Regions from separate parts of the Bicyclus anynana genome. Here region 1 is linked to region 2. A link is a contact called in public Hi-C data. All regions are on one chromosome and are shown on one strand. Each heading gives the region's core, a stretch centred on a gene start, on an enhancer-like site or on the middle of the called end of the contact. The rest is flanking DNA. Distances are from core to core; before and after follow the strand shown.

Region 1 (6,830 bases), core at 3,364-5,863, 320 kb before region 2:
ATATATGATCAAAGGACTACATTATAAATTTAAAAAGTTCTTAATAAATATAATAACATCTTGTTGCTAAATCTATTTAAGCTCATAGACACAGTAAGTTGACACAAAATCCTAACAACTATAACCGTTGGTCTAAGTGAGATAGAACAATAAATACTTCAATCAGAAAACCATAAGACTTACAAGACGAAAGCAGAAATATCTCTTACAATCAAAGTCAGAACCAAAAGTTGTGATAATTATCATTTTGAAATTAAAAACAACTTTATGTCCTGAGTTACTATATTTTAACCAGTTGTAAAACAAAAAGCTTTAAATACCATTGTGTAGAACTCGATAACCATTATAAACATGATGAAGAACTCCATAAATAATCATCACTAACAAGGTAAAGAATTCAATAGCCATTAAAAACATGGTGAAGAATTCAATAACCCATATTAACATGGTATAAAACTCAGTAACCTACCATGAAGAACTCATTAACCAAGAGTCCCGTTTTACCAATAAGTAAAAAAGACAAGACTACAAGTCCATGTACAAAATTAACATGTGAAATGAACCAACGTGAAGGCCGTTACTATATCAGAAAATAACTCTGAGCACTATGCTGTCACTTCTGAGCGGTACATTTCGATAATTATTTATTTAAACAAATAATGACTATAATTTTTACGGATAATAATTATTAAACATTATTATCCGTGTTAAATAAAATTTAGAACATGATGCCATTTTACAATGACCTTATATCATAAGGAAATATGTACGGCGTTTACGGGTAAAGTATCTGTAAATGTGTAAAAAAAAAAAATATGGAATTAAAAATTTGCACTGTTTTCTTATTCTGGGCACCAGCACTTTTTGTAAGGCACTAGGATTTTTGACATTTATTTTTATTCATATACTGCTATAAGAAAGCCATACATTAATAATTAGTTGTAATTCCTCATTTGTACCTGAGATATTCCATTCACTCACTCACCTGTACCGCTGTATTTTCTAATATAGTAACAGTCTTAGAAGCGTTATTCACGTTGGTTCATTTCACAGGTAATTTTTTTTCAAGGGCTTGTAGTCTATAATCACATGTACTCGTATCTGAACAACTCATATTGCAAGTGGCTATATGACTAAATTCTTAATAATTATATACCATTATGATGTTATTTTTGTCAACCGTGATGACCTGACTTTTTTATATATATAGTAGCAAAAACAAGTAAATTTCTAAAGTGTGTGTTAAGTTGAACACTGCACACATATAATTATTACCATATACAAATCTCTAAATTAAATTAGTATGTATAAAAATAGCACAACACTTTCTCTTTTGAACAGAAACTAGAAGAACTACACTGAATCTTGAACCAATGATTTTATTGTTATCAATCATAAATTATTATAAGTCTTTTTTTTACATTGAAATAAGCCGAAATAAAACTTTTAGTTTTTTATTACACATATGAACCTAAACAAAATTAATTTAGCCTGCTACAACAAAACTGCAATGCAATATTTACAACCCCTGTTAAAATGTTTTACAGGGAGTATAGCTGCTATATAAAGACCCTTTAAGTTTGACTTACAGATTTGTATATAGCTAAAAAAAAACTATGATAGTTTTTAAACACATTGTAACAGTGAGCCTCATGTAAAATTGTACCTGTTTCTACTCCCCAAATATAAGACAATTCATAAACACTAACAAACTTTACCAGGGCTATGTCCAGTGCAGTATTAATAACTTTTATTTTAGATACAAAAACAAAATAATTTCATTATTTGTAATAGAATTTAAACTATCGAGAGTGTTATTCATATTAATTGATTATGAAACACGGCTAAAACTCATGTGATATAAGGTCGGAGTATGCCAGACTCAATAATCAATTAATATTTGTAATAGATATTTAAAAATAATATGCAAGGATATTATTCTTAACTAAAGAAATTTAGTTCATGAACTTGGTTTTGCTTAAAAATTTATATAACAACATTACAGAGTTTTGTATTTCTGAAAGACAACGAAAACATATTTCAAATTGTTAATTTACTCTTCAAGTTTATGTTTCATATAGATTCTATTTTTATAATTAACTGTTTATTGTTTCAATTTTCTACATATATTTTAAAAACAATAAAAATCTTTACCTGAATGTTGCTACATAAAAGTGGGTAGTGTTGTTTTAGCACATATGTCGTAAATATATAGGCAAACAATAGAAAATAGTATAATTTGACCACTACATTTTGTATTCGTAACAAAATGCAATGATATTCATATAGGTGTTAAATAACCAAATGACTATAATTATAGTTAAATCATTTTATATCACATCTTGTAACATTTTTTTATAATAGAAAGTTTATTAATGCTTTGCATTAAGCATGTACATTGAATATTATATACATTATTATTTGTATAAAAGCTATTATTCTTACAATAAAATTTGAGCTACATTGAGGACATCAACAAAATATTATATGTTCTTTGACAAATAAAATTACAATTTATGTTAAGAGAAATGGACAGTATTTTACTTAATTTAATCTGTTTTGGTTTTTATACAACTTGATAAGTTTGTTACATTGCATTCCCTTAATTTATAACTACTTTCACAACTTCCAGATAAACATATTTTGTGAAGTGTTGTATAATATATTAATACATCGACATGGTAAGATGTTTTATACAGGGGGAAAATAAACTGTTTTAAAACATATTATTTAAAATTTGGATTAGCAGAAAAATTGGAACTTATATTGACATGAGAAAAGTACCATTCTTTATAGATTTTCTTTGTTATAGATGGCATGATTTTAAGTTTATTTATATAACATTATATTTTTAAGTATGTAGTAGTATTAGGCATATTATGTCAGAGAGACAAATATCATAGCATTCCATGGACCACTGTGTGGGCGCCAAGTCCATCCTGAATATATTTTGTTACGAAAACTAAGTTGTTTAAAGTGTAGTAGAAAATTTGCTAATTAAAAAACATTATGCACAGGGTAAAATAAAAAAGCTGAAGGCATTTTGGTTAGCTTATTCACAAAAGAATTTAGATTTTTAACATTGTAAAGAATGATAATTTTAAGAGAGCAACTGTTCAGTTGAGGCTCTTCTCAGGAGTACCTTCCAAACTTTAGGTGGTTTTCAGAAAAAGACAAACCTAGGCCTGTAGCCATTTGGAATGTCAATTCTCTTTTTACAAACGTTAACGCTCCGTTAAATGTTAAAATTTATAACAGTTATGGGAACATTTGCTATCAACAGGTTAAGTTGTCGATCAGATGTATCATTCCCATAGATTAAGTTGGTTTTTTCGAAGCATTAGCGTTTGTAGAAAGAGGTGTTTCAAAAGTGCTGGTAAACTAAGCCTAGTTGAAAGGAATGAATTTTATATTTTAACTTTCTATGTTGTTATTTTTACACTGTGCATAAGTTTTTATAATAGCAAGTTAATACACTGAGAAAATCTCAATGACCCAACTAGATGTTCATATCAATATGTCAAATCTGGAGATAGTAATAAAAACCTACGACGAAAGACAAATAAAAATAAAAAGCTTCAAAGCCAGTTTGATTACATGAAACTTTTCTAATTAATAATCAACATCACAATTTTTAAGCTTAATTCAGACCTGATTCTTTTAACAAGGGCCTATGTCTCAACGCTTATGCTGTATGTTGTTTTTTATTCAGATAATAATTATAGTAAGTAAAAAATGTTACAAAACAACAATAAAATGCTGTAAGATGTTTTTTGATATATTTAATAGCTAACCCAGTAAGTTTGTTTATAAAACATGAGTTCATTTGGTTACTTAATCAGAGGACTGCTATCATTGTTTTGAGCTAAATATAGATAAGATTAGAGATATTCTGGGCTAGAAATACTATGAGTTGTAAGACTTTTGTTTTAAATAAACAGACAATCAAAAAACCGGCAACTAAAACAACATCAAGAACACCAAACTGCGTTTTAAAAATTAATAAAAATCAATACCAAATTTGTCTTTATATGCGTACAAACGATAGCAGTCCTTAAAATCCATATTAATGCAACAGATGTACGAAAAATAATAATCATAATAACATCCTATATTTACATATTACTAAAACTATAGAGAAAATCAGGTACAAACCCAAGTGAGGTTGCCGACGTAAAGTTGGAAGCGTCGGCCATGATGGCCGTGACTGGGAGCGTTGTGATGGTATGGAACGGAGCCGTTTGTTTCCTCCGGTGGGTGCTGCGGTGGTCCGGCGTTGGGTGGCCCATCTCCATCCTCGTTCTTCGGTGCCGCGATCACGTCGTCGTACAAATCCACATTTTCACCTCCAAAGTCATCCTGTAACGCACGTCGATCATCCACCATAAATGTTAATAAAAGTTGCCGCTCGTAATCTAAACATCGCGTATAAATCAAAAACTATTTAATTACTCACCTGTCTATTAAAATCAGATTCAATATCATCGGCGTACAAATCTATATCCACGCCTCCGTCCGCCATTTTGCGAATTGAATGAAATTGATTATTGATTTTGTACATGGACGCGTTAGGCCTCTGTATTTGTAATCTGTGCCCACAGATTAGTAATTTAGATGTAGTCTTCAAAGTATTCTACTGTCTACTCTGTGGTTTGCCCTCTAGTCTTTTGTCTATGCCCTCTTATCAAGTGCTCGCTGGACTGGGAGAAAATTAAGTTAGAGTCCTTTTCATAAAAAAAAGTCCCGTGGCTAAAACCTAAACTAAAATTGACAGCACCTTACACAAATGACAATAAGACCGCCAGAACCAAATGACAATGACTGATAAATATGACATTAGCGTCGCGTCTGGGGGACAACTTTTATAAAAAGGACTTTATGTAGGTTGGGTACCTTGTAATCGTGCAACATCCGAGCAATTTGATTGAGTTGATCCTGTACTTTCACAGAGGGGTTACTTAACCAAGGGGCCGCAACTTCAGTACAAAGACTTTTGGACATAGGAGATTATGCATGTTGGTTGCGGAAATAAATAGAGTTAGAAAATGTTCCGAATTATTATTATATGTGAGTACATGCTAAAACACGTACATCTATTATTTTAATTTTTAGTTATTAGTTATTATTAAAGAGACACGGTCGTACTCAGAAATACTCAGTGGCCAGCAATTTTACATTTCAGACAGTAAGCGTACATTAATTTCAACTAGTTTCACATAGTCATTTGGACTAGTCGTATTTAATCAAAATACGATATAATAATACTTGGGTTCGATCTTGAGTAACATTAGAAAAACATTTTTTTCTCAAAAAATTTTTAATCAAAAACTCCATTAAAAATGCCGCTGACTTTAATATTCAATAATATTTCGTATGCGAAAATAATGTCGCTGCTATGCCCAACGTGTTTGCTACAGATTTACTTCTTCTACTTGGAGTATATATTCTTTGGATTTAATGGTCAAAATAAAAAACGTTTATTTTTAACTTTCCACGGGATATCATGAGGAATCATGTCCTCAATCGCTAGGCACATAACCCTTTCCTAAATATCCAAAGGGTTGTCATGAATCTAAGTTACTGGTAACTATGGATTGATGTGGATTTGTCATATTTTTCATATTTTAGGAGGCAATTTAAAAATGATCCATCTATTTCTATCATTTCTCTCAGTAATTTAGTTCTGAAATAAAGAACTTTTTACTGGAAACTCTGAAAATGAGGATGGCTCAGTCTCTCCATCTCTTGAATAGTTATTTTATATCTTATTTCATAATTTATTTACGATGTAATAAAAAACAAAAAATACAGCGCTATCTATGTTGCGTACAATGCATTTTTTAGAACGGAATTTTGGCATGTGCTGCCATCTAGTAGGCAATAGAAAAATATTTAGGTTCGACCTGGCATGCGCGGGTCGAGAGGGGCGACAGCAACCATCCCTCGCGATCGCGACTCGCCATTTTCCGTCAACCTCAATCAAGCTAGCATCTGTCAGTCGGTTCGTTGTGTTTGTGTGTTGTGACTTGTGATATGAAAAATTATTAGTACCGATGAATCTCAATGGGAAATCGTGTTAATGACGACGCCAGACGATGGCTCGTTTATTGTGTTTGTGGCTTTAATGCAACGTTCGGTCAGTGATGATGGCCAAGTGATTTGGTAAAGTGAAGTGATTTGTGTCGTATGCTGGGTACCTCAGCATTGAGCTCCTTTCTTTGGATAACTCGTCCTCACGACGACGTCGAGCAGAGGAACTGGAAGGTGACGCACCATGTCGGCAAAAAACATTCCAGGAGATAAGGTAGGTGTGAATTTCGAGCTAACGCTGCTATGGTTAACAAAAGGTCACTTTTTTGTTGTTACTGTAGTCTCCTTTCTCTTGCGAGGCGTGGACGGTCGCCAAAAAGACTTAAGTAACAGTTAAACTTGGAATGTAGTAAATATCTGAACCTTGAAACACAATATTTATGTAGATTTGGCTATAAATCCTTTATGATGTTTGTAGGTAGGTAAACAATCTTTTGTTTGTATTACCTAGATCAGATCCTATGAATATCAGTTCAATGTCAATAATACATTTACTAAAACAACAGGCATATACGTAATTATGATTAATTAATAGAAGATTATCATTTAATCAACTAGCTTTTCAGGCTTGAATTAGCTACAAATAGACAAAATAGTCCTTGAAAATAAGTATCATTTCATACCAATTTCAATTTATTAAAACATAGTAACCATAGTACCAACACTAAATAGTATAAAATTAATTGCTCAATTTTTTTTCACATACTAAAGATATTAATGTATGCAGTAGTCTTCATGCA
Region 2 (6,319 bases), core at 2,484-4,983:
TCAACCGATTTTCATCTAACAGGTCTAAGAACACTGGCACATAAGGCACCTATAATACTAAAAAAAAAACTAAATTGAATTCGCCGTTTTTTTTAACAGACAGACAGACTTAAGTATAACACCCATCTTTCTGCATCGGGGGTTAAAAAAATGTCACAAAAACCTGGTCCACAAGGACAAAATCGCTCATGTGGCCAGGCCCTTCCAGCGGCTAAAGTAGGTATAATGTGCGCAGACCCTTGCAAAGCAAAGTGATCAATACAAATATAATAGGCAGGCGAGGCCTAGTTAAAGCCTAAATGGATTAGCCGGCCTTTTTAATACACAGGAAGCCCTATCCAGCGCCAGTCGGTCAACAAACGGTGCGACCGATAAACCTTCCACGCTGTTGGCTTCGATAAAAAATGGCACGCACGCTATATAGGCGTAAAACTGCTGCTTACATCCATACTAATATTATAAATACCAAGCAAGTCTGTCTATCTGTCTGATACCATTGGACCGATTTGGATGAAATTTGCTTTAGAGATAAGTTGGATTTTGGAGTACAATATAAGTACTTTTTATCCTGAAAAAATAAATTCATTAACATCCAAATCCACTCAAAAAAAACTGAATTTCACGCGAACGGAGTCGCGAGCGCTCGCTAGTTTTAAATATACAGCGTGGATCTAAAGCTAGCCACTGACCATCCAATAAGCTCATGATCTTGCATCGGATGTCCTGCTGTTAGCGCTGCAGGCACGTGAATGGATGGTTAGTGGCTAACTTAAGCTTGAATAGAATCGTGATGTTGATGATTATTAGTCTTCATCAGTCCATCTCCAATAAGTGTTGGCGAGCTTTGGTAATGTTTGGATTTGTAACGACCATTTCAGATGTTAATGATAATGAGCGGGAGAGACGGCTTTACGTGCTCTCCGAGGCACGGGCATATTAGGACCACTCATTTTTCAACTCCAGGAGTGATTTTTACTACTTATCTGAGACTATCTTAGAATACAGAAAGGCAAAGATTTTATAAAAGAGATACCTATGCTACTAGCTCGTCAATACTGAGGCGAACAAAAGCGGCTATTTGTCTTAATTTCAAGGAGTCGCATAATAAACAACGAAATTTATTTATACAAATAATAGGTAGGTACTTACTTAAATATTGTATACAATATTTATTCAATATTTAGTTACAAAATGGTTTAAACATAATTTATGGTATGTTAATAGGATTGGTTATGGGAATTATAATTAGAAATATAAAAATTTATTCTTTAAATAAATTTATAATAACTTATAATTTAAGTTTTTTTTTAACTGTGATATGATTTATGCCTAGATTATCAACCTATGGTTATAATAGGTTTCATGGAATTATACTCAAAAATATTATGCATGTGTGCGCTGCATGTGGCAAATGTAGCAAAATTGGGATCACTTTATGCAGTGATTTTGTAGGCACGTAACACGTCTATTGTATAAAATATCGTTGTCAATAGGTATTTAATAATTCGGTAAACTCGAGACTCGAACTCAGGTCCTCCAAATCCGAAGCCACATAGGTACCTAGCCTAGGTAAGTATAATAATTATTTCCATAAGCTTCTTATTGTACCTACTAAGTAAGTGTCAACCGGTTGCATTCCTTCATTCCATGAATCATTTAGGTTTTTATGACTCGTCTCCTCAGGATTTTTAATCTTAAAGTTAAGACGTCGAACTCTTCTAAACGATGATAACTTAATGTAGCTTGAATTGAACAATGTGTTTAGCTATAGAGATTGACGTGAGTTAGGTACGTATTAATTACCTAATTGTTTTAGTTACATACAAAATAACGATTAATATGGAGGTAGGTATGTAATTTATATTAGTCATGGACTCTGCACACTAAAATCATAATAGGTTTTTACACTCAGTTTTTACTGAAACATTTTCTCGTGGTATTTTTTACAATCTATACTAATATTATAAAGAGGTAAAGTTTGTAAGTTTGTAAGTTTGTCACATTTTTTAAATGGGGTAATCTTCGGAACTACTGGTCCGATTTTAAAAATTCTTTCACCAGTAGAATGCTTCATTATCGGGGAGTGCTATAGGCTATATTTTATATTGGTATCATATATATTAGCCGAGTTATCACCGTTTTTGTCGTACAGGTCGGACTGAAAATCCTCTTAAACAGACTTATTCGCATGCGCTGCCTTAACTATTGTGTAAAATTGAAATTAATGTATGGAGACTTTATGTATCTTTAAAAGTTCTACAAAAAAGTCCGCGACACCATATATCTATCTTCTATATATTAGCAGATATAGTACCTTTTGTATTTTAAAAATTATTAATTTTATATACTTAGGTTTACGTCATTATTTATACAACTAAACTTTAATCCTTATTAAAATAAATTATTTAATAATCACAAGGATATTATGGAGATAAGATTTGCCCTTTACAGTATGTTAATTACTTAAATAGTTTCGGATATAATACAAAATTTCTAAAAGACGCGGAAATTCCGCTAAATGACGCCCGGCGCTTTCATTTACGTATTTCCCGTTCCCGTGTGAATATGGGGATCAAACATAGCTTATGACACTCGCAAATAACGTAGCTTTCTATTGGTAAAACAATTTTCCAAATCGGTCCAGTAGATCCAGAGATTACCTCCTACAACCACACGAACTTTACCTCTTTATATTATCAGCATAGAAGTCTCTATTTCTCTTGGTCATACCACCACTCTCGAAGGACTGGACCGATTTTGCTAAGGGTAGGAGTAAGATAGAGAAGTTACAGGGTAGGGTAGGGTACGGGTAGGGAAGCGTAGGGGTAGGGTAGGTTTAGGGCCGGGTTTAGGGTAGTGGTAGGGTAGGGGCAGAGGTAGGGTAGTGGTAGGGTAGAGGTACGGGTAGGATAGGGAAGTGGTAGGGTAGGGGTAGGATAGGCGTGAGATAGGGGTACGGGTGGGATAGGGGTAGGAAAGGGATAGTGTACGGGGAGGGTAGGGGTAGGATGGGGGTAGGGTGTAGGTAAGGTATATAAGGGTAGGGTAGGGATAGGGTAGATGTAGGGTTTGGGTAGGGTAGGGTAGGGGTTACGCGGACGAAGTCGCGGGCGTCCGCTAGTATTAATATATTCCCTGAACTTGTTGCTAGTTGATAATAATTTTAATGTGATTATAAAACGTGAATAAATTTTCACTTACCTTCAAATATTCTTTAAAACTGTCACAAGGGAAATCCAAAATATTTATTTTTTTAAGCATGTATCACATAAGTCCATCATATAAACAGTAAAACACAATTTTCTCTCAGTAATTTTGATTCACACTGTTTTGTTGAAATTCTAAAACACTCGCGCGGGAATCACGTATTTGCATTGTACAACATGAACACTACCGGTGCGCATAACGCACAACTCCACTCCCGCGATTACGTACCAAGAATACAAAACAATGCGGCGTGCCGCATGAATTGAGTCATCGCATGATTAATGTTTCTAAGTGCTGACATCTATGGAAAAGAATTTAAATAAATGCATTAGCGCCATCTATTGTCGTTCTGAAATAGTGATGATATGAAGTTGCTACTAACTGCAAGATGGCGCTGAATATTAAAACAAAATATTTTGAAAGTAAATTATTTTATATCTGTACACTACTGTACTGTAATTTTTACACATAAATTTTACATTAAATTGTTTAATAATTCAAAACAAATAAAAGCAACAAATAATCGAAATTATATTTTTTATAAATTTCTCGTTCATTCATTCAAACTTTATATGATAACTTGTCTTTGGTTGACATCATTCTTTTTCTGTCAAAATGGCTGCCGTGCAAGAGGTGCGTGCTTGGTATTGTTGTGAAAAATTGTGGTTTTTAACGAAATAAATCAAGCAAATATCACAAAATACATTATTTTTGGTGCTTTCAGGCGAGGCGTGAACCAACTCAAGCCGTCCAGGTGTTCGGCCGTAAGGTGAGTTTCAAAATGATCTTCCACGTGTTTGGGTGGAAATCGTGATATTTTCAAGTATATTTCATACAAAAACTTACTAATTATTCATCGTAACACTTGTTTATAAGTAAAATTATACCGCTCTACACAAGTTTACCTATCTTATTTCGATAAATTGTGGATGGCCTTTTCTGTTTGCCGCTTGCGTTTGTATAACCTATAACGGATTCACTACTAACAAAATGAACCTACTCTCCCTAATCCCCTTTTGTTGTACCAGTAGTCCAAAATCAAATATTTTCAGTAGTCGGTAAAGTATTTCGGAGACAGTTCAAAATATGAATCAAAAATTGGAAATTGGCCTTCACAATTTTAGAAAATGAATCGTATTTACAACTAAACAAAACTCGCTTTCTTTGAGTTTGATTTAGTTATTGGTTTATTGGAAAAGCAAATTATAAAATTTTCACTATTTGTGACATATCTTGGTTAAAACATGGATGTTTAAAACTTATTTGTCAGGTTTTTGCATATAAAAGCTAATAATTTCTTGAACTTTTCTCGGCTTACTATAGCCGAAAAATTAAGAGGGTAAAGTCTGGCCTCTCAGAGTGTGTTTCTGGCAGGACGCAATCAAAAGGTACAAACATATTCAATTTTAATTGCCTCATTATTTTGTCTCGTCTTTGTAGTAATGATTGATCATGACCTATCAGAAACGCAAACTCAGAGCAGCCTAACTTTAATAAAATAATCACATCTCACATGTAGTCTCATGTCTTCACAATAATAATATCTAATTATGATATGTTGTTATTTTAATGCAATATGCTCAATTGAATATCTTTCCGATTACAGAAAACAGCAACAGCAGTAGCATACTGCAAGCGTGGTCACGGTGTACTCCGAGTAAATGGCCGCCCGCTGGACTTAGTGGAGCCTCGACTGCTCCAGTACAAATTGCAGGAACCCATCCTATTGCTCGGCAAGGTAAAATTTTATACTTTCAACATAACTATTTACATTTCACTGTTTATATCTATGTTTATATGTAACACTAACAATATAAATTAACAATTCTGCATGTTGTCTGTTGACTGCACATTTTTAGTTTGCTCAGTTGTTCTATTTTTTTATAGCATGTTTTCATAAGATTTATCATTAAATGAGCACTTAACCAATAATAATAATAATATATTATTCTTGGAAAATAAAGTATATGTATGTTTTTTGTTATTAGCATCATAATACATTGAGAAGTAGTGTTTTAAATGTAATGTTGTATTGTGTTTATTTTTACTAACAGACGTCCTGCGTCACCCATAGTAGTTAGTTCAGGTTCTTGTGGGAATAAAAAATATAAATAGTCTTTTATCTCTGACTGCTAATTAATAATAATAATAATATAATAATAATAAAGCCTTTTATTTCCACATCAATTTACATTTCAAACGTTTGTTAGGTGTGTTAGTTTAAATTATAATTATATCTATATATTAATTCTAATGTTAGTATGGTTAGTTATCTTCTTGTGATGTGGATCCCATTTGGGTGAAGGCCTCCTCTTTCTTCTTCCAGTAATCTCTATCTTTTGCGAGAGACATCCATTCTCGCCCTGTTTTGATAATGATGTCATCAGCCCACCTTTTAGTTGGTCTGCCTAATTAATACTTAATACAATTTTTTAATTTATATTACACCAGAGCAGGTTGTCCTTCTTTGTGGTTACTTGGTTGCACAACTACTGGATTGAACCATATTTTATGTGACCAATGGCAACTTTGATTACTTTCATTGCGTAGATAAATGTAATGCCTTGGAAGGGAGAAGGAATTTTCTATTTTGTAAGATTTGTATGAATACTGCTTACGTTAGTTAAAAACCTTGTGCACACCATGTATGAGACATAGTATTTTATTTTATTGAGGGCTTACAAACAACATCATAGTAGGTAGCTAATCAATTAATCATCCTTTGTGTTATGTAGAAATAGTGTATTGTTTAATTTTTTTATAAATTGAATCCCATTGCCTGCAAGCTTTATTTTACTGTAAATTAAGTAAACAAAATTACAATTATCTAATTAAATAAAAATGATGAATAATACTTATTCCGAACCTGAGTATCTTAAAGATGTGAAGTTAACACAGAATCTGATTTAATTATAACTTGATATTCCAAAATTGTTAATAGTTTATTTTTTTTAAGCAAGTTTTTGTTTTCCAGGAAAAGTTCTCCGGCGTCGACATCAGAGTGACAGTGAAGGGTGGCGGTCATGTAGCACAGGTGTATGCTATCAGACAAGCTATCTCCAAGGCTCTTATTGCCTTTTATCAAAAATGTAAGTTTTTCATATTGTTACAC

The links. A called contact is a pair of places that touch in the nucleus more often than the background predicts.
Region 1: a Hi-C map of whole body shows a contact between it and region 2, with 7 times the contacts expected there. The contact joins the promoter of LOC112051357 here to the promoter of LOC112049145 in region 2. A contact is called at or near these places in 2 of 2 Hi-C or Micro-C datasets (whole body and whole larva).

What each region holds. Positions count from the first base shown.
Region 1 is chr23:12,563,998-12,570,827 of ilBicAnyn1.1, reverse strand. LOC112051357 (cleavage and polyadenylation specificity factor subunit 6) reads right to left here and starts at 4,613. Exons shown (of 14, transcript XM_024089964.2): 1 at 4,457-4,613; 2 at 4,156-4,359. The coding sequence starts at 4,561. LOC112049154 (ubiquitin-like protein 3) reads left to right here and starts at 5,926. Exons shown (of 4, transcript XM_052888586.1): 1 at 5,926-6,304. The coding sequence starts at 6,275.
Region 2 is chr23:12,245,178-12,251,496 of ilBicAnyn1.1, reverse strand. It overlaps LOC112049145 (40S ribosomal protein S16), which reads left to right and starts at 3,733. Exons shown (of 5, transcript XM_024086945.2): 1 at 3,733-3,840; 2 at 3,932-3,976; 3 at 4,814-4,945; 4 at 6,182-6,296. The coding sequence starts at 3,823. LOC112049150 reads right to left here and starts at 3,454. Exons shown (of 9, transcript XM_024086950.2): 1 at 3,202-3,454.